7 separate regions of the Mus musculus genome follow, and all the other regions are linked to region 7. A link is a contact called in public HiCAR-type, HiChIP or PLAC-seq and promoter capture Hi-C data. All regions are on one chromosome and are shown on one strand. The core of a region is the stretch at or near the end of the contact, and the rest is flanking DNA. Distances in the headings are between cores, read along the strand shown. Region 1 holds the start of Hsd17b11 (hydroxysteroid (17-beta) dehydrogenase 11). Region 2 holds the start of Klhl8 (kelch-like 8). Region 3 holds the start of Sparcl1 (SPARC-like 1). Region 4 holds the start of Aff1 (AF4/FMR2 family, member 1). Region 5 overlaps Spp1 (secreted phosphoprotein 1). Region 6 holds the start of Dspp (dentin sialophosphoprotein). Region 7 holds the start of Lrrc8d (leucine rich repeat containing 8D).

Evidence for each region. Promoter capture Hi-C pulls out the DNA fragments that hold promoters and counts their contacts. HiCAR-type assays count read pairs that join an accessible place to other places. HiChIP or PLAC-seq counts read pairs in DNA pulled down with a chosen protein or histone mark.
Region 1: a contact with region 7 is called in a promoter capture Hi-C map of pre-B cells. The contact joins the promoter of Hsd17b11 here to the promoter of Lrrc8d in region 7. A contact is called at or near these places in 2 of 39 promoter capture datasets (the C10 cell line and pre-B cells), 1 of 484 Hi-C or Micro-C datasets (B cells), 2 of 115 datasets of contacts at active chromatin or transcription factors (large pre-B cells and pancreatic cancer cells) and 1 of 9 other capture datasets (liver).
Region 2: a promoter capture Hi-C map of pre-B cells shows a contact between it and region 7, with 4 times the contacts expected there. The contact joins the promoter of Klhl8 here to the promoter of Lrrc8d in region 7. A contact is called at or near these places in 3 of 39 promoter capture datasets (hippocampal neurons, liver and pre-B cells).
Region 3: a contact with region 7 is called in a HiCAR-type map of astrocytes, with 2.5 times the contacts expected there. The contact joins the promoter of Sparcl1 here to the promoter of Lrrc8d in region 7. A contact is called at or near these places in 3 of 39 promoter capture datasets (cranial neural crest, embryonic stem cells and hippocampal neurons) and 3 of 115 datasets of contacts at active chromatin or transcription factors (astrocytes and embryonic stem cells).
Region 4: an H3K4me3 HiChIP or PLAC-seq map of embryonic stem cells shows a contact between it and region 7, with 6 read pairs. The contact joins the promoter of Aff1 here to the promoter of Lrrc8d in region 7. A contact is called at or near these places in 2 of 39 promoter capture datasets (the HPC-7 cell line and liver), 1 of 484 Hi-C or Micro-C datasets (neutrophils) and 3 of 115 datasets of contacts at active chromatin or transcription factors (double positive thymocytes, embryonic stem cells and thymic regulatory T cells).
Region 5: a contact with region 7 is called in a promoter capture Hi-C map of embryonic stem cells, with 10 times the contacts expected there. The contact joins the enhancer-like site here to the promoter of Lrrc8d in region 7. A contact is called at or near these places in 4 of 39 promoter capture datasets (embryonic stem cells, hippocampal neurons, liver and 1 more), 1 of 115 datasets of contacts at active chromatin or transcription factors (embryonic stem cells) and 1 of 9 other capture datasets (macrophages).
Region 6: a promoter capture Hi-C map of hippocampal neurons shows a contact between it and region 7, with 2.8 times the contacts expected there. The contact joins the promoter of Dspp here to the promoter of Lrrc8d in region 7. A contact is called at or near these places in 2 of 39 promoter capture datasets (the 3T3-L1 cell line and hippocampal neurons).

Annotation. Positions count from the first base shown.
Region 1 is chr5:104,019,599-104,023,055 of GRCm38.p6, reverse strand. Hsd17b11 (hydroxysteroid (17-beta) dehydrogenase 11) reads left to right here and starts at 1,260. Exons shown (of 7, transcript NM_053262.3): 1 at 1,260-1,526. The coding sequence starts at 1,317.
Region 2 is chr5:103,909,217-103,912,771 of GRCm38.p6, reverse strand. Klhl8 (kelch-like 8) reads left to right here and starts at 1,513. Exons shown (of 10, transcript NM_178741.4): 1 at 1,513-1,656.
Region 3 is chr5:104,112,425-104,116,093 of GRCm38.p6, reverse strand. It overlaps Sparcl1 (SPARC-like 1), which reads left to right and starts at 2,006. Exons shown (of 11, transcript NM_010097.4): 1 at 2,006-2,717. LOC330143 (a long non-coding RNA gene) reads right to left here. Exons shown (of 3, transcript XR_003955771.1): 3 at 1-3,669.
Region 4 is chr5:103,752,240-103,755,578 of GRCm38.p6, reverse strand. Aff1 (AF4/FMR2 family, member 1) reads right to left here and starts at 1,417. Exons shown (of 20, transcript NM_133919.4): 1 at 1,234-1,417. The coding sequence starts at 1,250.
Region 5 is chr5:104,440,977-104,444,391 of GRCm38.p6, reverse strand. Spp1 (secreted phosphoprotein 1) reads right to left here. Exons shown (of 7, transcript NM_009263.3): 7 at 3,339-3,415. Among named protein-coding and RNA genes, the nearest start is that of Spp1, 7.6 kb to the right of the region's middle. Within about 2 kb of position 1,466, at least 15 of the 459 cell types and tissues checked have an H3K27ac peak or open chromatin away from gene starts, as enhancers often do. A contact at or near this core is called in embryonic stem cells and stem cell-derived epiblast-like cells, where this site is marked.
Region 6 is chr5:104,168,991-104,172,417 of GRCm38.p6, reverse strand. It overlaps Dspp (dentin sialophosphoprotein), which reads right to left and starts at 1,715. Exons shown (of 5, transcript NM_010080.3): 1 at 1,650-1,715.
Region 7 is chr5:105,697,886-105,701,480 of GRCm38.p6, reverse strand. It overlaps Lrrc8d (leucine rich repeat containing 8D), which reads right to left and starts at 1,512. Exons shown (of 3, transcript NM_001122768.1): 1 at 1,227-1,512. Gm42166 reads left to right here. Exons shown (of 2, transcript XM_017321263.2): 2 at 618-3,595. The coding sequence ends at 1,593.

The sequences.
Region 1 (3,457 bases), core at 11-2,510, 1.7 Mb after region 7:
GATAAAGAGCAAGCAAAGCAAGCCACATCCTCAGTGTCACAGGAGGAAAGTCAACGGATAACATTTATAGTTCATAAACCAACCACTCAACAGACAGGCTATTAGCTTGTTCCTGCTGCTAAATGAGGAGAAACTGCCTCAAAACAACCTGGGGAAGAGAGAGTTCCAGGCCAGCCAGAGCTACACAGAGGAATCCTGTCTCAAAAAGTGTGTACTGGGGACGAGAATGCTGGAGAGATGGCTATAGCTCTGTGGTTAAGAGCACTGTCCATTCTTCCTGTGGACAATGGTTCAATTCCCAGTGCCTACATGCAGGTTCACAGCTCCTAGTAACTTCAGTTCTAGGAAACCCAGAACCCTCATCTGCCCTTTCCCCACACCGGGAGCAAAAATAGTGTGCACACAGGCAGGCAAACCACCCACCATTCTTGAATATATGTTTTGTTTCTCGTTTTCAGATTCTCAGAGGCCGAGTGGGAGCTGGTTGCCCCGCTACACGGCTCTTCCCTGGGGAGATGGGTTTACTGCTTCTCCTAAAACTTGATTATGCCTTGGGAGGATACACCCCTCTGCCCTCCAGAAATGCTCAATTCAAATTAAAATGCGATGTAGGGTCATTTCTAATTCAGGAGCTTGGTTTTCCCTCTTGTGCTTTGTTTTGCTTGAAGGGTTGTTTGTTTTGTTATTAATTTTTGGTTAGCGTGCAAAGAAATGGGTTTGTGACTTTTATACACAAACGTGCCAGGTGTTCTAACCCGCCCCTCCCCCATAGCCGTCCTCCCATCCCCCTCTTGCTACTTCTCTTCCTTTCCCCAAAGAGTCCCCTTCCTTGTTTCCTGGTCCTTTAAGGTGTGGCTCCACATTTGCAACCCTTATGCAGAAACAGACAACTGTCCACCGCAGCCTGAGCACTGCTAGCACTTGCCCTTCATCCTTTACTGCGCAGCGTGACGACCTCTCCTCTCCTAGGTCTGCTGCAGACAGGGAGGGGATTTTTCCATTTTAGGAAAGCGTGAGGTAACTAGCCCTCCTAGGAGGAAGTCCGCGATAGCTATCAGGGTCGCACCGCCCTAGGGCTTGCCTCTGAACTTCGTCCCTCCCAGATTTCCAAGCCAGCGAGCAGTTGCTCTGACTGCAGTCCGAGCCAATGGCAAAAACCCTCCTGAAGCCCGGCCCCGCGGAAGGAATGGTTTCCGAGTTGTTTGTTTCTCTTTAATAGGGGAACTCTGCCTTGCTTAAGCTTTTACTCTGTGCGTAACCGACACCCTCCAGAGGCCGTTTAGGACCGGGAACGAGAGCACCGGGCCTCCAAAAGGATGAAGTATCTTCTTGACTTGATCCTGCTGCTGCCTTTGCTCATCGTCTTCAGCATTGAGTCTCTTGTCAAGCTTTTTATTCCCAAGAAGAAAAAATCTGTCGCCGGAGAGATCGTCCTGATCACCGGAGCTGGTCATGGGATTGGAAGACTGACTGCCTACGAATTTGCCAAACTTAACACCAAACTGGTTCTCTGGGATATCAATAAGGTAACCGCGCTTCGTCGCTGCCTTTTCTTTGTGGTCCACACTGGCAAACAACCACCCTTTATAGTTCTCTGTAGAGTCCATAGAGCATATAGTAACTATTCATATTTTTTCAGATTATAAGAGAGGCATAATTTGATATCTGTTAAGACCACACGATGAACGGACCTATGGACAATGAGAATCTTGGCTATCTCCCTTCGCTACATTAACACTACATTAAATCCATCCTGAAAGTGGCCTATAATCTCCTCCTACTGACCATCATAAACTTTTGGAAAATACAGCAGTTTTAGGTGCTATACCAAGAGTTAGATGTGTGCGGCTGTCAAGTCTCGTTTGCAGCTGCTGAGATGGGCTCGAAATGACACCCTACAGGGATCACCATTGCACTGCCAGTTGCCTACAGGAGTCATCTAAGTCACCTTATAGAAAAAATAGTTAAAAGTGAAATAACTTCAGTGCGGTCTCCTGTACCTTCAGGTTGAGGTGGGAGGTGAGTTAGAAGGAGCTAGCAGTGAAGTGTTGGTCTGGCTTTTGGTGGATGACAGAGGGAATCTGAAGGCATCTTCTGGCTTAGCGTGCCCCTCACTGCACTGTGTACATCCATTCTATAAACAAGAGGTCAAGGTTCATGAGATTAAATAAGAACTCTAACTCTAGAGTGATTGTGACAACAAGTAATCAGTGCTCCATAGTATCTACAGCCCAGATGGTAAGACCTGGTGGCAAACAGGAGATGGGCTACCTACGTCTGGTGGAGAAAACAGATAATTAGATATGTATACGATGGATTAACAATGCAAACTGGGCCAGCATGGGTCAGCTAGCCAAGGCCCAGCATAGGCATATGGTCAGGCATATGAAATGGGCTCTTTGCTTCTTAACTGAGAAAGACGAGGCTACCCAGGCTTTAGTTTTCAGAAGGCCAGGGAGATGGTAAGTTAATGTGTGAGGTGATTTAGCCAAGAGTCTAGCAGGTGGCACACAAACTAGTCTGAAATTTTATTCTTTAACAAGAATGGTTTGGGCTTATCGTTTCTAATATACACAATTTTCTCTAAAAAAGTGTGTTTATCCAAAAGAAAAAAATGTTTGATGACTCTTACTGCCTTCTGGACAGTATTATAATACAGAACTACAGATACCTGTGATGAAGCAGCCTTCATGAGCTAAAGACAGTCAACAGGCAACCTGTACTATAAAATGCACAATTGGGTGACATAGAAAAAGGAAGCATGAAAGGAGCTTGGGACTGTGGGGTAGGAAAGGCACACTGCAGGTCGTCTAGGCGGCCAAGGAAGGCATCAGAAGATGGAGTCAAGAGAGACTGGGGTTGCAGATCAGTGTTACAGTGCTACCGCAGCATGCACAAGGCCCTGGTTCAGTTCCCAGGACCAACACACATTAAAAACACAGGGACAGCAAATTCAAAGCCTGGGACAGACTGAAGAGAGGAAAAGTCTAAGATCTGATCAAGGTCCGAGCTGAAGCAGACAACACCCACCCTCGTGGCTGTTCAGTGTGGATAACCCACTTGATTTCAAACATTTAGCGTGGAAAGAGGGATGCAGAATACTATATTGATAATGTTGAAGCAGTAGGAGTTTGGTGGGGAAACTGGGTTAGATAAAAGGACGGAGTGTACTGTGGTTCTCTGAGTCAAATGCACAGGCTTGGAGAAACTGCCATCAGACGGCGGTTGGATGTTGAGAAATCGTAATGGTTCTGCCTAAACTTCGTTACCTGTTTTATCTGCTTCTACTAATTCACTCTGATTGTGGGCTGCACATAATGTTTTAATTCTGCCTCGCCATGCTTTCTAACATTTGTAGGCTAATTGTAACATTACAAACATCTGTGATGTATACAACCAAAACATGAGTCCCGAGGGAACAATGCAGAGATAGGCGCAAGGCCACAGGGGCCCTGAG
Region 2 (3,555 bases), core at 264-2,763, 1.8 Mb after region 7:
TCAGAGTCCATGAGTGGGCAGACAGGGATACAAGCCAGTGAGGTGCTGCAGCAGGGAGGTGATTGTCTTGATGGTTCATTTTCACGCTGAGACGTTCCGCAACTCTGTCCAGACTTTCCTGCTGCTGCCTGCAAGCTTCATCTCCTTTACAGATGAAGATGAAATTGTCTTCTTGATTAAGTTTTCCGAATCCATTTGCAGACAGCATCTGAAATGTTGGTGGAGGTTTAAAGCCTTTTAATCCAGGATTAGAGGGGGAGACTTAAAATATAAAATGCAAATGCCGACTGGGATTTAACATTACCGTTTATTCCCACCCAGTGCAATCAGATAATTACTCAGGAGGTGTCATCACATCCTTTCTGGTTTTAATTCATAGAGATCAGGGTAGGGGAGTCTAATATCCTCTGTTTATGAACCAGCTTGTGTATTCTCAAATGAAGCTAAGAAAAATCTCTAGATTTAGAAAACCACATGCTTCGTTTCTTTTTAGTTTATCTTCACTTTATAGATATGTAAAATAATTAGGTGAAATTGTTGTTATGGATGTATCCCTCTAAGGACAGGTCCTTGTCCTGGCTGCCCCGCTCCCTCGTTTTTTCCCCATTTGCTATGAATATTTAACTTTAAGATTTATTATTATTATTATTATTATTATTATTATTATTATTATTATTATTTTTGCCTGAACCCGCTATGCCAACAGAAATTCCTCTCTAGGTCCAGAGTTGTAGCAATTTATTCTCACTGTACCGAAATACGTGACCAAAACCACTTGAGGAAGAAGGATGGATTTGAGCTCTCTGTTTCAGGGGACTTCGGATCCTCATTTTCGAGGAGCCCTGCAGAAGTGGCCCTAAGGCAACGGTTCCCACCCGTGGGTGATGTTTGAGCAGGTTCTGGGACCTTTGGGGTCTAGCTGGCACAAGCAAACCAGTGCAAGTGAGCAGGTGATGACACCTGTCTCCTTCAGGCCCAGCTGGAGTCTCTGTGGTTTGCCTAGGCTGGATCCAATTTGTATCTTTATATCTCAGCCACAGGAACAGCTGACCTTATCTTCCTGCACCAAGCCACCTGGTCTATGGCTACATTTCGAATATGCTTTGAAGATTCTGGAAGCTTCAGAATGCCCTGGAAAAAAAGAGTTCAGGGAACTATCCTAATATATGCCCTTGCTCTTTTTCCCTACATTTCCAGCAACTTTACTGAGAGTTTGCCTTATCTCACCAGTTTATACTAGCAATTGTGTTTAACACTCGGTATTTAGTTCAATTACTTCCTTGCTTTGCAGACACAAGCTGTTTTGTATACATTTTGCAGAGCATGAGATAAAACTGATAGGAATAGCTATAAAATCTGGGATATTCCCCACGCAGGGGATGAATACTGGGAGGGATGGAAGGGAAACGCAGGCGCGCTCTTCAAAGAGGCAACAGAGAACTACATTTCCCAGAGTGCGGCGCGCAGCACGCTCGTGCCTCACCACCCCGCCCCGCCCCGCCCCGCCCCCGCGGCTCTCAAGAGCGCTCGGCCGAGCCGGGCACGAGCGAGCGGTCGGGCCGGTGAGCGCGTCCCCGGGGTGTCCAAGCGGGGCTGGCGCGGCGCCGGCGCGGAGCGGGTGTGGCGGCTCGGCCTGCGCGGCGGCCGCGGACAGAGGTAACCGCTGCGTTATCCCGCGCGCGGGTCTCAGCCTGGAGCGGTCACCCGCGCTCGCGTCGGTGAGGAGCTGCCGGGCGGCGCCGGCGCCTTCCCTCGGGGAACCGAAGGGATCCGGGCGGGCCTCGCGGGCCGCGCTGTCCTGAGCGGCGGCGCAGGTGCTCGGGGTCCGGGTTGGGCGACTTCAGGGGTGTCCCCCTCCCGGGGTTCGCGGGGCTCCTGCAAAATCCGTACCCGGCCGGGTGGCGCTGCTCCAGGCTGAGCTCGTGGCTTGCTCCAGGGAGGGTCCCCGATTTGTGGACACAGTTTGGGGTTCCCAACCGTCTCCCGGGCTTGCACGGCCCTGATGTTACGGTTTGGGGAGCTTGTTACCTTCCTTTTCCTGCAGGCAGTATTTATTATCATGCATTTCGTGGAAATCCTCGCAGTTTTGAATATTCTTGCCAACCTGCTTTAATTGCCTACCTTTATATTTTGCTTCTTACCTTAAGGTATTAGCGTAGGCAGATACTTTGGGCAATAGGTCTTACTTAGAACCTGGGTTGCCACAGTAATTAACCTGCCAGGTACACGTGGGTTTTTTTTCTTTTTTTCTTTTTTCTATTTAATGCTGTTCTCTCTCTCTCCCCGCCCCCCCCCCCCTCGTTAATTGTTTTCAGTCTTGTTTCCCCATCTTCCGTGAGCCCTGGCCGTGCTAAGGGGCGGGTGGGGTACGTTTAGTTGAGCAGAGACCCTCTGCTAGTGCTACCAGAGCTTGTGAACTGCGTGCAGGTAGCTTTATCATTAGCCTTTGCTTCTCTGCCTGCTTTCTCCTGGCACCTATTTTTTGGTTTGTCAGTCAAACCAACTGACCTACTTAAAACTTTAGTCATGTTGCCTTGAAAATACCAAATAGTTGGAACACAAGTATAAAAAGAAGTCACAAGATGCTGTATTCAGCTGTATGCGCTTGGATTTATATTCATTCTTATATTTTTCTACCCCTCCTCTCCTATTCTACCCCTCCCCCTCCACTCTACCTCCCACCCCCCAACCTTGAGCATGCCGGGAGAACACACTACTTACCACTGAGTACATCTCCAGTCTGAATTTTTACGTTTAAAACTATTCTTTTAGCATTTGATAACTGTTAGTGCTATTAATTTGTAACGTTACACATTCCTTAATAAATTCCAAATCCTAATTTGAAGTCACAGCGAAAGCTAACCAGAGTGTATAATTTCCCCATTCCTACAGAAACCCAACCTCCCTGTTGTAAAGTCCCTCGTGGTATCAGAACCTACACTGATGTTTCATGATCTCTCAAAATTCTGTCCTTTATGTTAGGGTTCAAATAGAGTGCTTGCCTAACCTGGGTTTCATGTCCAGCACTGCACAAACTGGATGTGTCGGTGTGTACCTGTGATCCCAGTACTTGAGAGACAGGAGAGCCAGAAGCTGAGAGTCATCATCAGCTACACTGAGTTTGAGACCTGCCTGGGCCTGTCTTGTCTCAAAACAGCAGCAGCAAAATCTAAACAAAAGGCTAAAAATGGGTATTTAAGCTTTTCCCCTCCTTCCCTTCTTCCTTCCTTTCTCTTCTTTCAGATTTTCGAGATGGCATTTCTGTATAGCCTTGACTGACCTAGAACTAGCTAGCTCTATAGACTGGCTGGCCATGAACTCAAGAGAGATCTCCCTGCATCTATCACCAGAGTCAGCATTGGCATATGCTACCACCACCCAGCTTAAGCCATTTCTTATGTCTGAATTTTCAACAAATAATTTATTTTTGTATATAAAGAGTTAAAAACATGAGCAGGAACAAATGTTTCCTAAAAAAACAAAAAGCCATGATTTTTAGTGGTAGGCTTTTTAGTATAATTATATCTTTCTCTGGAAGAAAGTTTTATATTAAGT
Region 3 (3,669 bases), core at 757-3,256, 1.6 Mb after region 7:
GCCAGGGAACATTCCCAAAATAAAACCGTGCTTAACAACACCATTAAGTCAACACGCCTTTGTCTGTTTTAGTCAGTATTCTCTTACATCCTGTGTGTGAGTTTGTCATTATATATTACAGTACCCTAAAGTTCTCATCCCTGAACAGGAGATCTCTCTAGTCATACAACTGAGTGAAAATCCCCAATCTTAGAAATGAGACCTGCTCTCATCAGACATAAATTACATTTAGGCCTTAATTCCAGTTTTCCGTGAACAATCTGTCTGCAAGGAACTTTGTTTTCAGCATTCCAACAAATATGTCAAATTCAGTATTAGAAAAAAAATTTTGAGTTGGGTCAAGATGTTTTGGGTTTTTTAAGCACTCTCCAACTAAATCTTTCTCTTTGTTCTCATGGAATTAATCTCATTACGTGGAATCAAACTCATAAAGCCGTCTCAAATAAATGGAGAATGCTAGTTAAAATAAGTTAATGTTCGAAGTCTTTGAGAAAATTCTTTAACCAAAAAAGTCAAATCATTTTCTATATGGCCTGGCTGGTCTCGCTGCTCCATGATCCCTCGGGACACCATCGCAGAATGGCGCCAGCATCCTCTATGCTGCTAAGACCAGAGAGAAGCGTGCAGATGTGTGCAGAGGCCCTGGAAGAAACAAACCCTTGTCCCTTCCTCAGAGGAGCTGCTCACACTCCAAACCTGAGCTGAGGAAAAAACATCCCATTGTCTGAGGCTTCAAGACGTCACATCCTCGGCCCTTTCTATAATCCTGATCCCAGACACGTGCGCCCTTCCCAGCTGGAAGGGCTCTGGCTCACTGCCCGGCTTCCTCTGCTCCCAGACTTCCCTGCTGCACGACAGAGATAAGTTCTGTTACCTTTCTCATTCTGAAAATCAGTGCGACGAATGTTCTGGGGTCCGTAGAGCGAACCGGCTGAGGCACGTCTGCAAACTTGTATAGCTCAGGGTTTTTATTTGCTTCACTTGGCTTTTGCTTTTATCAGTCTGGTTGCCTGTTGACTTTGTCACACACTCAGAGAGCCTAAATTACGTTAAATAACAACTTCTCATCCAGTGTTAGTGGAGAGTGTATAGTATCAGAAGCATTTGGGCTAGTCACCTGGAGAAGGGGGTGGGGGGGCAGTATCTCTTCCTCAGCGAAATGCCTGCTCAGTTGGCTAACACAGGCGGGAGGCAAGGAGAGTACCACCTTGCTATTACAGTTAGAGACCCGGGAGAAAGCGAACGTTGCTGTCGTCTGACATAAACCAAAATAGTTAACATTTGTTGAGTGTCTACTACATGGCAGGAGTTTTATGCAGTTGGTTTGCATCAAATTATTGAAACTCAGAACAATTGCCTGTGATAGACCTTATAATCACTCCTCCTATATCTGTAGCCTCATTTTATAAATAAGAAAGCAGATGCTGAGAGAGGTTATTACTAGCTCCTGGGTGTACAGTTAGGGTGTGGGAAAGTCAAGAAGAAAATCCAAGCTGCCTGTCCTTAAATCCTGTACAGTTAACATTACTCTGTACTATCTTTAAAATGGGAACGTAGTAAAACCTCCAAAGACTTGTCAGACTCCACGAACACGATGCATTGAAAGCTGTTAGCGCAGGGTCCGACACACGATAAATGTGCAATAAATACAGACACAACCATTGAAATGATTACACACATACATATACAGAAGCAGAGCCAGGCCTACTGCTGCTCCTCTAAACTTAGTACCCAGGAGGCAGAGGCAGACGGATCTCTGTGGGTTCCAGATTAGCTCGGGGCCAGGTAAATAAATAAATAAATAAATAAATAAATAAATAAATATTTACATGCCTTGATAGATGAATGCCACAGTGCAAAGTCAGAAATAAGCACACAGGAAGACCTCTTCTTGTACAGCCCGGTGCCATCATAGGCTTACAGAGGATGACTGACTGGGCTGGGCAAGAGCAGGCTATGAATCACAGCTTCTCTAAATCAGCATGCTCTAAAGAGCAGCAACTTCATTTTCCAGAGCTGCTTACGAGTAGGACGGTTAAAGCAGCCGGAACGGTTCTCTGTTAACGTTCAGACTGCGGTCATGAGGACAGCTTCCAATCGAGCAATATAAAAACGCATCTGCTGCAGTGATCCTTCTGTCCTTTCACCCTGGCTTTGCAGTCGCCCTAGGAATAAACAAGAGTGTGAAGCCTCTCTGCAGTGTCTCAGAGTCACAAGCCCCAAGGGATCCCAATCATACGATCTCTCAGAGTTGTTTGAAAAAAAAAAATTGCATGAAGAGCCAAATGCTTACACTCTGGCCAAGTTAGGAGCCTATGAGGAGGAGAGGCTAGGGGAGGGCCGTTCACTCCATGCATGCTGCAGAATTAGCTCTCTCCCTCTGGGTCTGCTCTGCTGCAAAGCTCAGCAGCACGGAGGGAGCGAGATCCAGGAATCTGCAACAGAAACCATGACAGCCTGAAACACCCTGTGGTGCCAACCTCCAAATTCTCATCTGTCACTTCAGACCCTGACTGGCTGACAGAGCAGCAGAATTTCAACTCCAATAAACGTGAATGTGCTTCTAGGCAAAGCAGCCAAGCTGACGAGGGAGGGGGGTGGAAGAGCTAGCTCCTCTTGGGCATTTGTCAAACTTTTACCTCCTGGCTGTGTGCAAGGAGGGGACTCAACTTCGGCTTCAAGCTACCAAGGCTCTGGATCCAGCCACCTCTCCGCAGGTAAATGTTAAATTTGCTTATATTGCCCAACTGCATGCGTTAAACTGACTTCCCTGATCTAAAAAGACTGCTTGATGATTCTGCTTAAATAATTCAAAGCCATGTGTTTATTTTTATAATCCCATTTGGAGTGATTTATATGAAGGAAAAAGGAGAATTTTACTTTGTGTGGCCATGTCTCTTTTCCTCCTACAAAATTAAATGTCGAGCACTAATAAACCATAGTTTTCGTAATGGCCAAACCAGAAGTATAGATTTCAAAATTTTAAAAAATGTGTGTTTGCCATGTTTAAATTACCTAACTGTATCTGTCACTGTCATGGGCCTGACAGCTGTGTAGAAGTAGAATGCTTTGTTTGTTTGTTTGTTTGTTTTTCAGTTAGGAAATATCTCTAACAGTACATTCTTCTTCGGTTACTTTCATATTATCCTTTCCCTCACAGTTTTCACAGATCTCTCTCCTCCTGCTACCTATCATTTGTTAAGAGGTGACAAGGGGACAGGGAATATGCCCGGTTCCTCATTACATCCTCTCTAGAAAAACACAATGCTAAAGGAGAAGTCAGGGCTAACAACTGTGCTGTCTTTGAGAAGGTCCTCCCATCTGCACCTTCCCCAATACAGCACTTCCTGCGAGCCTTTCTCGCTCATTCCTTCAGGAACAAGATCACCCTGCAGTAGAAAACTATAACCCTGCTTGCAGCTGCCAATCAATACAGTTGAAAAAGTACCCGAGAGAAGTCCTGCAGTATAGTCTCATCTGCAGTGCTTTTTGTCTGCAAAGAGGTTAAATGTGCCACCTTGACATTGCAGACTCCTCTGGGGCAGACTCCAGCCACACAGAATAGAAATGTACCCGCAGTGGGGAGAAAAAAATTTTACCCTCTCCTTTCTCTTAGATCCCAGGGTTTTGTTTTCAGTTTACAGCTCGCTCCACTAAATCTTTGTTTCT
Region 4 (3,339 bases), core at 168-2,667, 1.9 Mb after region 7:
AGAGATTGAAGACATCTGCAGTCACTGTAATATGAAAATCTACAGGTTCTGTTTGTGCTAAAAGCTAACGGTTGCTTTTTAGTTAAGATTTAGCAGAAGTTTGAGGTGCAACTTCTGTTCCCCTACTCCTCTGTCCCGTTAGGAACCCCTTCCTTCCAACACTCAATAAGATGAAGACACAACTAAGCCAAGTTGAGAGGATTAAACTTGTTTTTAAAGTAAGACACACTTAGAAGGTTTTCTGTTTAGAGAAGTTCCTTCTAGGAAGTTTTATCTCTTAGAAAAATTCAAGTTCTATCTACTCAGTCTCTAACGTTTACAAATCTACTGTTCTCCATGATCTTTAGACCTAAAATTACTAAAATTACCTCAGCTCAGCGTCCAGATATGTTACCAAATCACTATCCTAAATCAAGTATTAAGGCTAAAGAACATTTCCATAATTGTAAACTTGTGCAATCACACTGCCTTCTGGCATAAGTTTTGAAAAGGTTCGACGGGTCCTGTTTTCCGTAACCAACAGCTGTAGAGACCGAAGCGCGATGACACCCAACAGCCTCAATCTTGGGCACCGGTGTACGGCCAAGTTTTAAGGCTCCTTTCAAAACCTTCAAACCCGGGAGAAGGCAAGACTCGGTCCTTGCAGTACAGGGCACTCCCCTGACAGCAACTGCGGGTCATTAGCCAGGCTCCCCTTCACCAACCCAGCGCATTCCGGCCTTTGCCTACTCAGCAGATTCACTCTGACTGTGCCGTTTTATGTGGAATCGTACATTCTAGCAGGAAAAAAAAAAAAAAAAAAAAAAAAAAAAAAAAAAAACTATATTACTCACCAGGCTCCACCACTCTCTCGTGGGAGAATCCTCGTTTCCATTAAGTGCGCTTCCAAATTTCTTTGGAAGACGCCAAACCAGCAACGAGTAGAGCCGGAGGATTGTGCACAGGCACCTCAGTGAAAATCCAGGCTCCGGCAGGAGAGAAACCAACTTCACTTTCCGAAAATAACAGTTCTTCGGGCCAGAAGCGGAATCTTTAACCTTAACTTTCCGGGCGGTCCCTTTGCACTCGGTTCACACACTTTTCTACCCGACACTCAGGGATGAGATAGCAGTGATCCAGCCGCTGGCTTCCTGCGGTCCCCGCCCCCCCCCCCCGGCACTCCCACCCGCGCCGCCCTTGCCCCGGGCTCCGCGGCCACTCCCGGGTCCCAGACGCCCCCTGCGCAAGCCTCACCTGGAATGGGCTGCCATGGCTCGGCTCACACTGCCTGGCGTCCCAAATCCATCTGCGCGCTCGCCCCGCAGGCTCTCTCGCCCGCGCCGCTCTCAGCGTCGGCCGCAGCCGTCGGCGATACTGCCCCGCAGACTCTGCGCTCTCGGCAGCCGCGTCCTCAGCTCTGTGTCCTCAGCACCGCCTCCGCCCCCCGGAGCCTCGGCTCGCGCCGAGCCTGACGGACATCCGGGCACCGGGGGCAGCCGGGCGAGCCGCACCTCCCTGGAGCCCAGGGAGCGGCGATGCCCGCCGCCCCGGGGCACTGTCGGGTCACCAGAGACCAAGGGGTGCGTCCGCACCGCCCGCTGCGGGGTCCCGGCTCCCAGTTCGCCCGCACTTCGGGGGCGATGTGCGCGGCGCTGGGCTCCCCTCGAGGTGCCCGAGCTCGCCGGGACCCCCCCGCAGGCGCCGCGGTGGTACGGCCCGCCTCCTTTTAAGGGCAGCGCGCACCTCCGCCGCCGCCGCTGCCCCCAATTCGGCTGTGTTCAAACGCGCGCTACAGAGATCCCCGCGCTCGGGCTGGGACCTCAGGGTCCTGCTGCCGTGGGGATGTGCTGGGAGTGGGAGCATCGGATCACTGCCTTCGCTGCTTCTGGCCGCTGCTGCGGGGCTTGCCATCGGAAACATCAGGGATCGGCTAGCAACCCTTCTTCAACTTTGCTTTCAGTTTTGAAAGTGCCCAGAAACAAGTGTTTATACGACTTCCCTCTTCGAGGCAACATGCGATTACACAGAAGACAGCCATTCAGGGAAGTCCCCTAATAAATTAAAAGAATTGCTTCCCCTCCACCCCACCCCACCCCACCCCCCGCAAACAAAAACCATGATGCAAACCAACGTAAACGCTCGAAAGCACAATCGAAAATTGCGTCAACTCAGACACAGGAAAGACACCAGGCTTTGCCTGGGAAGCGGCTGAAAACAACGATGGGCAGAAAGGCAGGGAGAAGACTTAACAGGGGCATCCCGGAGGACCAGCCTGCTGCTGGAAGGACACTTTCTTGGTGCGCTCCGGGTTCGACCCGGGACTCACCACATTATATTGCTCATGTAACTGATTGCCCAGTTTCTAAATACCGCAAGTTTCCAGATTCCGGTAGTCCCTCTCAGAGGTCAGAACTACTTACATAAGAACACAAGACAAAGCTTGTCTTTCACTCCCCTGGCTTTAGCTCTGATGGTGGAGAACGACTGACGCCTTCGCAGGAATGAAGGCTGTGGTGGCAAGTGAGACAAGTTGCCAGACACTGCTTTCTCCACCACCTACAGTAGTAGTTTGGAGAACTCGTGTACTTTAGGAATGCCCTTGATGAACTAACTAGTCCTTTGAATTTTGACTCTGAAATGCGGGGTTTTTCCCTCTGTCTCTATGTCAGTCTCTCTGTCTCTCCTCCCTCCCTCCTCCTCCTTGTGACAAACGGGAAGTGCACAGAAAGCACTGTTCTGTTCTAAGCTCACAAGCACAGCACCAGTCCTGAAGATGAGTGTGAAGTGACTGGAGAGAGAAACCAACCAGAAACTAGCTGGTTTTTCATAGACCATGTCTCCTAGAGATAACAATTCGCACGCTTCTGACTTGGGCATCTGGCAAGTCTCTCTTCTAGGAAAACAACTTTCAGTGTTTATTGCAAAGATAAGGTTTTACCTTCAGAGCTATAGGGGAAGCTTGCTACAGGTGAGACAGTTTCCCATACTGTCAGACCAAGGTGAGAGGGAAGGACTCACTGCTTGACTTAAGGAGCAATGGGTTCCAAATGACAATATGTGATGCTACAAAAACATGCCTGAGGGCTGGAGAGAGGGCTCATCTGCTCTTCCAGAGGTCCCAGAGTCACTTTCTAGGTTCCACATTAAGTAGCATCCATGTTCCCTTAGCTGTCTTTAACTCCAGTCCCAAGGGATCAGAAGCCTTCTTCTGTTTTCAGGAATCAGGCACACATGTGGCATATAGATATACATAGACACAGAACACCCATACACATGCAAATAAGTAAATAAAAATTCAGGGGGCTGGAGAGATAGCTCAGGAGTTAAGAGCACTGACTGCTCTTCCAGAGGTCCTGAGTT
Region 5 (3,415 bases), core at 217-2,716, 1.3 Mb after region 7:
CGGGCCACCGACTCATGGATTCCGAGAACTATGGGATGTTCCAGCCCTGGGTCATCACTGCTCTCCTGACCACACCCTGACACTACCAAATTCCTGCTTCCCTGTGTAGCTGTCAAAAGAAAGAATTTCTATTGCCCCCCCTTCCCATAAGTACTTCTCCTTTTGCTTGTATTGCCCTACCCCTCCCACTGATAAATACCTCTCCTTTTGCTTGTATTGCCCTACCCATCCCACTGATAATTTATCTGTACTTCCCCTTTTGCTTGTGCATTTAAGCCTTGGACCTTTCTCAATACATCGGGGTCTTGATACAGCTTCAGAACGGTTTCCGTGTCGTTATTCGTACAAGACCCTCGTCTCTCTCTACCCCCCATTTGGTTATTAGGAGGAGGTCCCCTCGAGATCCTCGAATAACTGGACCTGCTGGACGGGTCATTCCTCCATGATCCCTGAGCCTTAGGTACAAGAATTGCATTATAGATGTATCAGCTGAGACTGGGTACCACACAGTCACAGGCATTGTTTTGCATTTTTGTAAGTTGTGGTTTTTTTATAGTGGTCTTCATCTGTACCCAGGAAGATGTTTCTTTGATGGGAAGTTAGATTTGTAATTATCTGTGGGTTTAAGAACACATAGTTAGAATGTTCTTAGGGATTGTGTTGGTTTAGTAAAGTAGCAGGTGTAGGTTACCCCTCAAGATCCATGACTTCACTAGTCCTGTTTAACTGGTTAAGTTTCTAGTATTGAGCAGGATTTACTTCTGTGTGAGTAGGCCTTCGGTCTAAGTAGAGAGCTATTTGTTACTGTCAACATATGCTCACTACTAGTTCACCCTTAGTGATATTGTGCCACACTGGTTGTTATTTTAGTTCACAGGCTGCTACGACTACTCCAGTGCAGTCTACTTGGTAGGCCTAAAGCCTGAAAGTAGTCATGAGGCAATGGGTTTCATGGAAACAGCCTCCTGGAACCTTGGCATTCTCATAGCCCATATACTCAAAACCTGTCCCTGCGTTAGTCTGGTGTTTGGATCCGTGTGCTCTCTTTCAGTATTATTATTATAAGTACCTTTAAGGATTGATTTTTGACATAGCTAAGCCTCTATCAGTGTTCCAATGTCCTAGAAAATCCTTGAAGCCAACTCTGAGCTTGGAATTCAGTAAGAAAGTTATCTATTCAGTAACATTCAAATTCACTTCTAGTAGAGACAGTGAAACTAATTAGGCATTACTATTTACTGGAACAGAGCTAGGAAAGCTCAGGGCTAGTCTGCATAGCAATTACTTAGGACAATAGCTGAGTCACACCCAAACACAGATATACACAATGGCCTAGGAAATAGGTGGGTTGTCGCTTGAAAGAGTAGAAGGGAATTTCCCTGGTGCAGGTTTCTTCACTGGGCCCAGAGGACTAGCATAATCAGGTATTTACTAAAGAACTCCTGGTGGTGGGTTTAACAATAGACTAGGGTTGCATCAGGCCATTCACCTGGCTCCAGTGTTCAGCTGATCTTTTTAAGTGGTAAATGTGGCCTGGCTCCCACCATCTTTTGATGTATGCATTCTTTTTGTTTTGTGTCAGTGTAAACTTGGCGGATGTGTTTGCCTAAATTTCTTGTTTTTCTTCTGTATTAAAAGTCTGGTGTTCGTTTGGACAAAATACATTCATATCCAGCACACTCTCTCGTGTCTGTGTCTGTCAGTTCTTGCCAACTCCACGTCCACCTGCCAGAGCCCCTGATTCCCATGGATTGAGGGGGGCCGACTGAACCTGGTCCGTGGCAACAGGCCATCATGGCTTTGCATGACATTGCTTCTGTCCCTTGGAAGCTTGCATGGTACCTTCTGGCTTAAGAGCCAGTCCTTAGGGAGGAGGTTTTCAGGTTAGATCCAGCCCAACTGTCTGGGTCCTATGTCTGAAGTGCATGGTGTCCTCCAAAATAGGGACTTTTTTATCTTCAACCGTTGGAAGGAAACCAAGGGCCACAGCAATAACCTATAATGTTTTTGTTTGTTTGTTTGTTTTGTTGGGTGTGTGGGGGGTGTCCCTTGGACCATCCAGACCAATAACTCAAAGGAAGTTTCTTGCGCTTAGGCTTGAGGATTTGATAGTCTGTAGCTCTCACGGAGAGCATCGTCAGCCCAGATGGGAAATTTTCACTTAATCTAACTCTCTCTCCTCTCTCTCTCTCTTTCTCTCTCTCTCTCTCTCTCTCTCTCTCTCTCTCTCTCTCTCCCTCCCTCCAGGTGTGTGTCTGTATGTGTACATGTGTATGTTTGTGTGCATATGTGTGTCTGTATGTGTCATGTGTGTATATTTGTATGTGTGTGTTTGTGTGTATGTCTGTGTGTGTGTGTGCATTACATATAATTTTATGAAGGTAGATAGTAATAGGATTCTTTATAACCTTTGCAGACATCCTCACTGGTATTATACCTACTTCCTTCTGGATTTATCTCAGCCCCTCCCTAATCACTGTAGCCTGGCATCCATGTCCCTATTACTCCCCAACATTCCATTTCCCTCTTTACTTTCCTGGTTTCTGCAGTGACTCCAGACTATGCATTTACATCTGAAGCCTTGAAGCTAGGAGCCACAGATAGGCACCCATAACATTCATTTCTCTTGGTCTGGATCACCCCTCAATACTTTCTTTTCTAGTCTCATTCACCTACTTGCAAATCTCATGATTTAACTTTTCCTTTAAAGCTGAACAGCATCCTATATACTGTATATTTGTGCCATATTTTCATTATTCATTTGTCAGTTGAAGGATATTTAGATTGTTTCCATGATTTCTAAAAGGGAAATCTAGTTCTAAAGACTAAAGTCACATGTGGCACTACAATATTTCTGAAAGTTCATATTTGGATGAAACTGAGAACGTTGGTTTTCAATTGAAACACACACACCACACACACACACACACACACACACACACACACACACACACACACAGAAGCACGCACACATTCTTACCTAAGAATTACTAGAATAGCTAGAAGACAGACACAAGGTTCTATTAGGGCAAGAAAGCCACACATTTACTGAGCAAAGATGATAGAAAACATAAACAATCAACTTCTAATTCCATTCAAGTTTCAAGCTTTTGCTCGCTCATATATTAATTAGTATATGTCATACTTAGGTGAGAATATTTCCTGAGGGAGCCTTGTAGGTTCTGGCTGCTGTCAACTCCCGGGTAATCTGTGTTCCTCTGACCATTAAAACCCTAAATGGCTTTAATTAAACTGGGCATGTCCATTGAAATGGTTATATTTTAGACATTACAAAATAATTTTGAGAAACTAATAAAGAATAATTGACACCACCAGACTCCTTACATTCGTTACAAGATTTATTCACACCAACAAAAAAAATAATCACAACAAAATATATGCTAATTATAAAACT
Region 6 (3,427 bases), core at 466-2,965, 1.5 Mb after region 7:
ATCCCTCCTTACACACACACACACACACACACACACACACACACACACACACACACACACACCACATTTCCACTCCAGCACTGACATATATGATACTTGCACCTGTTGGCAAGGCAGGTCAACCATATCAAAGACCCTGGTGGAAATAACCAGTCATTAGAATTGAGGCTCCTTTAAATTGTCCCATTTATTGCCCCACACTAGATGAAATGTATGAATAGCCAGTTAGAATGAATATATCACTCACTAAGAAGACCAGGAAACGCAAAGCCTCATTGTGAGGGCCTTGTTGGAATGCCTGAGGTAGACTTAAACTACCCGAGCTATCTTCACAGCGCTTCTGACAGCCTGCACCCGACCGTGCAAGCCCAAGTCAGACCAAATCCCAGCAAGGAGAGGAAAGCTGGACATGAAGAACAATTAACAATAGGTGGTGGGAAAAAAGGAAAGGCAGTGTTCTCCAAGAATGTAGCCCCTGGTAAGGCAACCAGAACCCAGCAGATGGCCACACAGCTGAGTACATTTGAGGAGCACAAACTGGTGTGCATGGCTCTTGTTTTGTTTCTTTACAAAAAGAGCACAAAGTTGTGTGAGTAAAGAACAAAGGCAGATCTGGGGAGAGCAATCAGAACATACCACACAAATTTCTCAGGGAATGAATAAAAATATTTTAAAGATATTTACAATACAAGTTATCTATTTTTTCTTAAATCAAAACCATTCAAAGTGACCACATTCAAATTTCCACCTCAATTTTTGCCAACTTGAGGCAATATGTCTTTGTTTTCCTAAACCTATTATCATGAAATTTGGAGCTGAAAAATCAGCTTGACAGATCTGTGTGTTTTCTACATAAAACTGTTTGAGCGTCTACTTTTAGAAACTTCACATCACATGCCAGAAAATTACGCTCCCAGATCCTAAGTTGACTCTGAGTCAAGATACTAAGTTTAAATGGAGATTTATTTATTAGGTCCAGTCAGTGAACATCGGAAGATTAATATCAGGCAGATACTGAGCCCTGGGAGGAACCACAATTCTTTTCGCCATAGAGCTTTAATCATAAACACTAGGCAGACCTTGAAATCATGAAGAGCCATGATTAAATCAAACCCCCAAACCCAGCTTATCTCTCAGGAAGAGCTGGTGTTTGGACACTGCATCATCCATGTCTCTGTCTCGAAGAGGAAGACAGTGTGTGATTCTCATTTGTTAAATCCCAACACTCCCAACATTCCAAGGACAAGGCTGTAAAACACCTTTGACTAGGTTTATAGCTCTTAAAAGTATTTTCCTGAATGAAAATAACAAAAATAGAGCTATAGAGAACTATACATAAAACCCTTCAGGTACTGTTTTTTTTTAATTAATACAATTAGAATGTTTGTTTCATCTTAGGTTTTTCCTATAGGAGATAAAGTCTCAACAATATACTGGGGCAAAATCAGTTCTGCTCCCCAGTGATTCGTCGTCTTATCAGATGGTCTCATCAGATGGCTTAGCACCCCTTCCTGAATCACACATTATCTTTAATATATAGTGTAGACCTGAAGAGTTAAAAACTTTATCCCAAGTCACCCTCATCTCTGCAGCTGGAGATTCTCTCAACAGGAGACAGTTGGCTCCTGGCAGGAGGGAGTCCATCTTACCTTCAAAGCCTCCGAGGGGACTTTGAAAATCCAGATTTCCTTATCTCTCTTTCCAGGCTGAGAGTGGCACACTGTCCTGGGCTTTTTGCGTGACAATTTTGTACCTGCTGAAATTTAAATTCAGTTTGATAATTTTCTCAACCAATCACTGCTTAGGATCCCTGATGTGGGGGTTTAAAGAGTCAGTGTGCCTATGAGGCTGTAATAACGCCCCACTCCCTCGCTCGCCGGTACGTTGGCTCACTGAGACCTTTGGTTCCAAAAGGACTAGACTTACTTTCACTTAATTAAATAGCTCCTGGAAGACTGTTTTGTGTCTTAAATATAGATAATCAGTGTGATATATCTGAAAAGAGCCACTTAGACTCTGTCACCCTGCATTTCTCCTCTTGCTTAGGTCGGCAATCTAAGAAAACTCTAGGTTTCTCTAGTAAATACGACTGGCTATTTAAGACCCCTATCATTCCTGAGGTACATATTAAAGTTGGTGCGCTATAATTCAAGCGGCTGTCCGCATGCAACAGTCTTGACACTGCCTAAGGGATCTTTAAAAGAATTTATAAACAGTAACTTCAGGAAACCTTTCTGATTTAATCTAAACACTGACATAAAGGTTTTGGGTTTTTCTTTATAATCTATTAATTTAATACAAACTAAATTTAAAAATAGCTGTTCCAAAGGTGAAACATGGTGTAAGGTATCTATGCGTAAGTACAGAGTGCACACACACACACACCACAGACACAGCTTTCATTCTTTGCTCCACTATATGTGTAAACTATAGAGTACAGAATAGGAAAACAGGCTGTGCTTCCAGAAAGGAAAAAGTACTTGCCTGAACCCATCATTCTCTCGAGCCCTGGATATACAAGATGATCCCTGAGCCATTTCTCTAGCTTATGAGCTCCACACTAGGCAATTGGAGTCTCTGTGTACCAGCTTAGGGATGTGTCCATGTTTTTATGTCACACTACTGAAAGATGTCAAACACATATGATCAGAAATATTAAATCACTATCCAGCAACAGCATCTTCAGAGCTTTATACTGAGAGAATTAAACAACATATTCATGTAGGTAGGGATTGGACAGGTTCCAGTGATAGGAAGGGAGTTTCCTCGAAGCTGCACTTCCATAGTAAACACTTTGCTATTATTTACACTGCATGGTTCTTGGTTCTTTGAGCATCTTAAAGGGCCAATCATATTTAAGAATGCCACTTTCCTCAGGAATTGCCTTCCTCTTCCTAACTTGGTTGTAATAGCAGATTTGAACAGCTCTCCAGACCTGATGGAGAGTTAAGAAGATCTTCGGTGTCTAAACAGAAGTGCTTGATAGCTGTATTAGCACACAACACTCTCCAACTACACAAAGAAACATTTGCTAAGAGCATTTGGGACCTTCACTAAGACAAACATTTAGGGTCAAAACTAAATCTGCTTAAACGTAATGTTTTTGGGTTTTGGTTTTTTGAGATAGGGTATCTCTACCTAGCCCTGCTTGTCCTAGAATTCACTATGTAGATCAGGCTGGCCTGAAACTCATGGAGTTCTACCTGTTTCTGCCTTTTCAGTGCCGATACTGATTAATTTTTCATAAATGTGAAGGAAGTTAAGTTGTATAAAGTCTGTTTGTTGAGCCTAAGCTAACTCAATTAAGTAGTGGTCTTCTACGTTACCAATGGGAAAAGAATTCACTAAAAGAAAATCTCAAAATGTATCAAATTGAATAAAAATAAAAGCATTACATAGCAAATTTTTCGGGGTATCAATAAAGTAG
Region 7 (3,595 bases), core at 263-2,762:
GGGATTTTATTATTTAAATGGCCAGGGAAAGTTTCCGGATATCAGTGCTTCACGTCTATATCTCTTTCAAAAAAAAATAACAAAAACAAAAAAACTCACGTCTTCACAGCTGTCTTGACCAATACAAAATAAAAACTAAAAGAAAACTTTCAAAGTCACGGAGAAGGAAATTGTGGGAGGAAAGAAACCAAACAGGAGCCCCCAAAGTCTCAAGTCAGGGCTCCGGTTCGGCGAGGACGCCCAATACTTGGTCTCATCTCTTCGCCTTCTGCTCCCATTTCTTTACCCTGCTTTTTCTTTCCAGCAATCCTACCTCCCCACTCTCTGCCACGCACACCCCAGCTGCATGGGAACCGCGAGACCTTATACCCCAACCCTCTCCAGAGGGGACCTACCTCTCCTCCCCTCGACCCGAAGCAGTTCTCCTTCACTGCGGATGGCTTAAAAAAAAAAATCAAAGAACAACAACAAAAAAATCTCATTTCCTTATCTGTTAGGGATACCCCACATAAAGGGGGACAGAGACAGAGTGTCCCCCATCGACCCTCCAGTAACTGGAGGTGACAGTCCTCTGGGAAGGCACCCCAGTTCTCCTCTTTTTCAAGCCCCTAAACCAGAATCAAGCAGAAGTCCCGTTCCCAAGAGCCCACGCTTCCAAACAAGCTAGAAGCGGATTATACCGGTACCCAACCCGGAGATGGCCCGCGGCGCGCAGGGTGCACCTGCGGCCCCAGTGCCCTCCCCCCGGGCGCGGAGGGCGGGGCGCAGGGCTCCCCTCCCTTCCCCGCCCCAACCCGCGAGCACCCCGAGTGGCCCACCCGGAGCGGGACGGAGGCGGATGGGGAAGCGTTTCTGCAGAAGTTCAAGGGCTCCTCTCGCCGGCTCCGGGCCAACCAGGCCAGACACCAGACACCCACCTCCTGGAGGACTCGGAGCCACCGCGATAGGCAATCTCCGCCCCTGCGTTCGCGCGCACGGAGGCCGAGGCGGGAGCGCGGCAGCCGGCACCCGGCCCGCGCAGGGCCCAAAGCGAAACAATGTCCCAGCACGGGGTGGGGGGGCTTGGTCGCACTCCCCGCCCCAGGGTCCCGAAGCCCTCCGGAGTTCCCGATCGCAGCCCCGGGAGCAGCCGTGCTCCCCCGCGGCGCCGAGAGGCCGGACGTCTGCGCGCCCCGGGGCCGCTCCACCTGCGCCCTCCCGGCCAGGGTGGACCGACGCGCACCCACCTTCGCGGGCAGCCCGGGCCGCGCGTGCGGGAGCTTAGGCGGAGGCGGGAGGCGGCGGCATCACCTGCGGCGGGCGGCGGCTGCACCGGGACGCGCCCCGGAGGCGCGCGGCGCCCTGGACCCTGAGTCCGCGGCCCCGCCCGCGGCTGCCACCTCTAAGCGCGGCGGAGGAGCCGGGGCACCCCGGGCGGCGGCAGCGGCGGCGACGGGAGCAGCAGCACATGACTCTGTAACGAGGGGAATTAGACAAAGCGTAACATGGACTCCAGGCCCGTGCAGGCGCCGCAGCTCTGGGACCAACCGCAGCCTGCGAGCGCCGCGACTGGCCGGGTCGCAGCCAATGGGGCGGGCCCGGGCCTCCATGTGATTGCCTGCTCTGGGCCCGCGCACCCCGCCGCGCCTGCCTAGGGGGTCGGTCCGGCTGACCCGAGGGGCTGGGTGGCCGGGAGGTGACCGGGATTCTGGGCTGGCTGCTTGAAGCTCAGCAGGTGCACGAGGCGGAGAAGAATGGCCGCCGAACGTCGCCGGAGGCGCAGAGCTTATCTCTTTCAAGCGCACCTGGGCAGGGCATGGTGCCAGGCTGTCTGTTCCCTTGAAGCAACCGGGCTGGGCCGGGAAGCTTCGTCTGTGTTGCAGTTTCAGGAGGCTGTTCTGACCACTAAAAGCTGATCGTTGAGATTGGGAGAACGGGTGCGGGGTAGGCATTAAAAAGTCATCCAGTGCCTTCCAACTGGGAAAAAGCAATTACCTGGGATTCAGGGCTCGTGCACCTAACTTAATGTCTGCGCAAACAGATTTCTCTGCTAACAATGCCTTATCTCGTACGTTTTATTTTCAGCTGAATCGGGACCTCCCTGGTCCCAGTCGTTTAAGCCAAAAACGTCGTGCGTACGAAACAGGCACTTGGGAAGTTGTTCTAAAAAAAGTTTCCCAACTCGATAGCTTTCCGGTGTGTTTTTGTTGCCGTGCGGGTGAAGTTTCCTTAGTGTTCTTTTTTTTTTTTTTTCCTCTGTGGAGAGATGAGGGCCAGGACACCAAGTCAGTCAGGGTAATTATTTTAGTTCAATCAAAACAAACGATTCCTCCCCATACTTCAGTATCTCCTTTCATCTGAAACCTCACGCTTCTGGGAACTCATGCCCAAAAAGATGCCCTCCAGATTCATTTATCATCCAACGCTCTTAAAGAAGGCCAGGATCCTACAGAGAGAGGCAAAAAGGAAAATGTTTTTCTGGGCTCCCAGATGGTGACAGTGGCCCCTAAAAGGTAGAAGTAGGCCGCCCAGACATGGAAGAAGAGGCCAGGCCTTGAGGGCCAACACCCTCCCGCTGAGCAGCCCCAGGCAGTTTTAGATGGAACCTCAGCCTTTTGTTTGCTTCCCGGACCCTCCCGGACTGCAGCCTCTCCAATTCCCTACACCCTGCCAAGGAGGAAGTGCGTGGGCAGCCAGTGTGTGGCAGGTGATGTAATTACAGCCCTGGGTTTGCTGATCTAGGAGGTTAGAGGTTTTCATGCTCCTGACAACTAATGGTGGGACGGCTGGATGAAAAATGTCCTGCTGTTAAAATCAGTTTAGAAAAGTTTCTCCCTTTGCAGAACCACCACTTGCTTTTTCTATCATCTTTTTTTTTTTTCAAGCTGATTCTAGAGGTTTGTGGTTTTTTTATGGTTTTATTATTGGTATAAATTAAAAGGTAGGCCAGGCAGTGGTGGCTCACACCTTTAATCCCAGCATTTGTGAGGCAGAGGCAGGCGGATTTCTTGAGATCGAGGCCAGCTTGGTCTACAGAGTGAGTTCCAGGGCAGCCAGGGCTATACAGAGAAACCCTCTCTCGAAAAACCAACCAAACAAAATCTCAGCACTAGACTGGAGTCAGGAGAAGGATCAAGATTACCCTCAGCTACATAACCAGTTTGAGGCCAGCATGGGTGACATGAGGTCCTGTTTCAAAAAACACTCTCACCCAAGCCCCCCAACCCCCTCCAAATATTGGTATAAATAGAGAAAGCAAAGAACTGATCAGCCAGCCTGTGTGCACACCACAGAGAGAGAACACATTGTCACATGCTGAATGTGAGATCAAGTTTGACAAATTCTTCTGAAATACAATTTGGAAATTGTGTTTTCTTTTTGAGACCAGGTCCCCTGAAGGCCAGGCTGACCTTGAACTCCTGATTTCACCTCCAGCTCTTGCTGAAGTTGCAGGAAAGTGAGTCACCATGCCCAGCCAAAACGTGAGGAAAAAAAAAAGATTTAAAGATTGATATTTAATTATGTGCGTTGTGCAGTCTGTGTGTACTTTTACACAAGTGAAGCAAATGCCCCTGGAGGCCCGAGCTGTGAGCTGCCTGGTGTAGGTGCTGGGAAT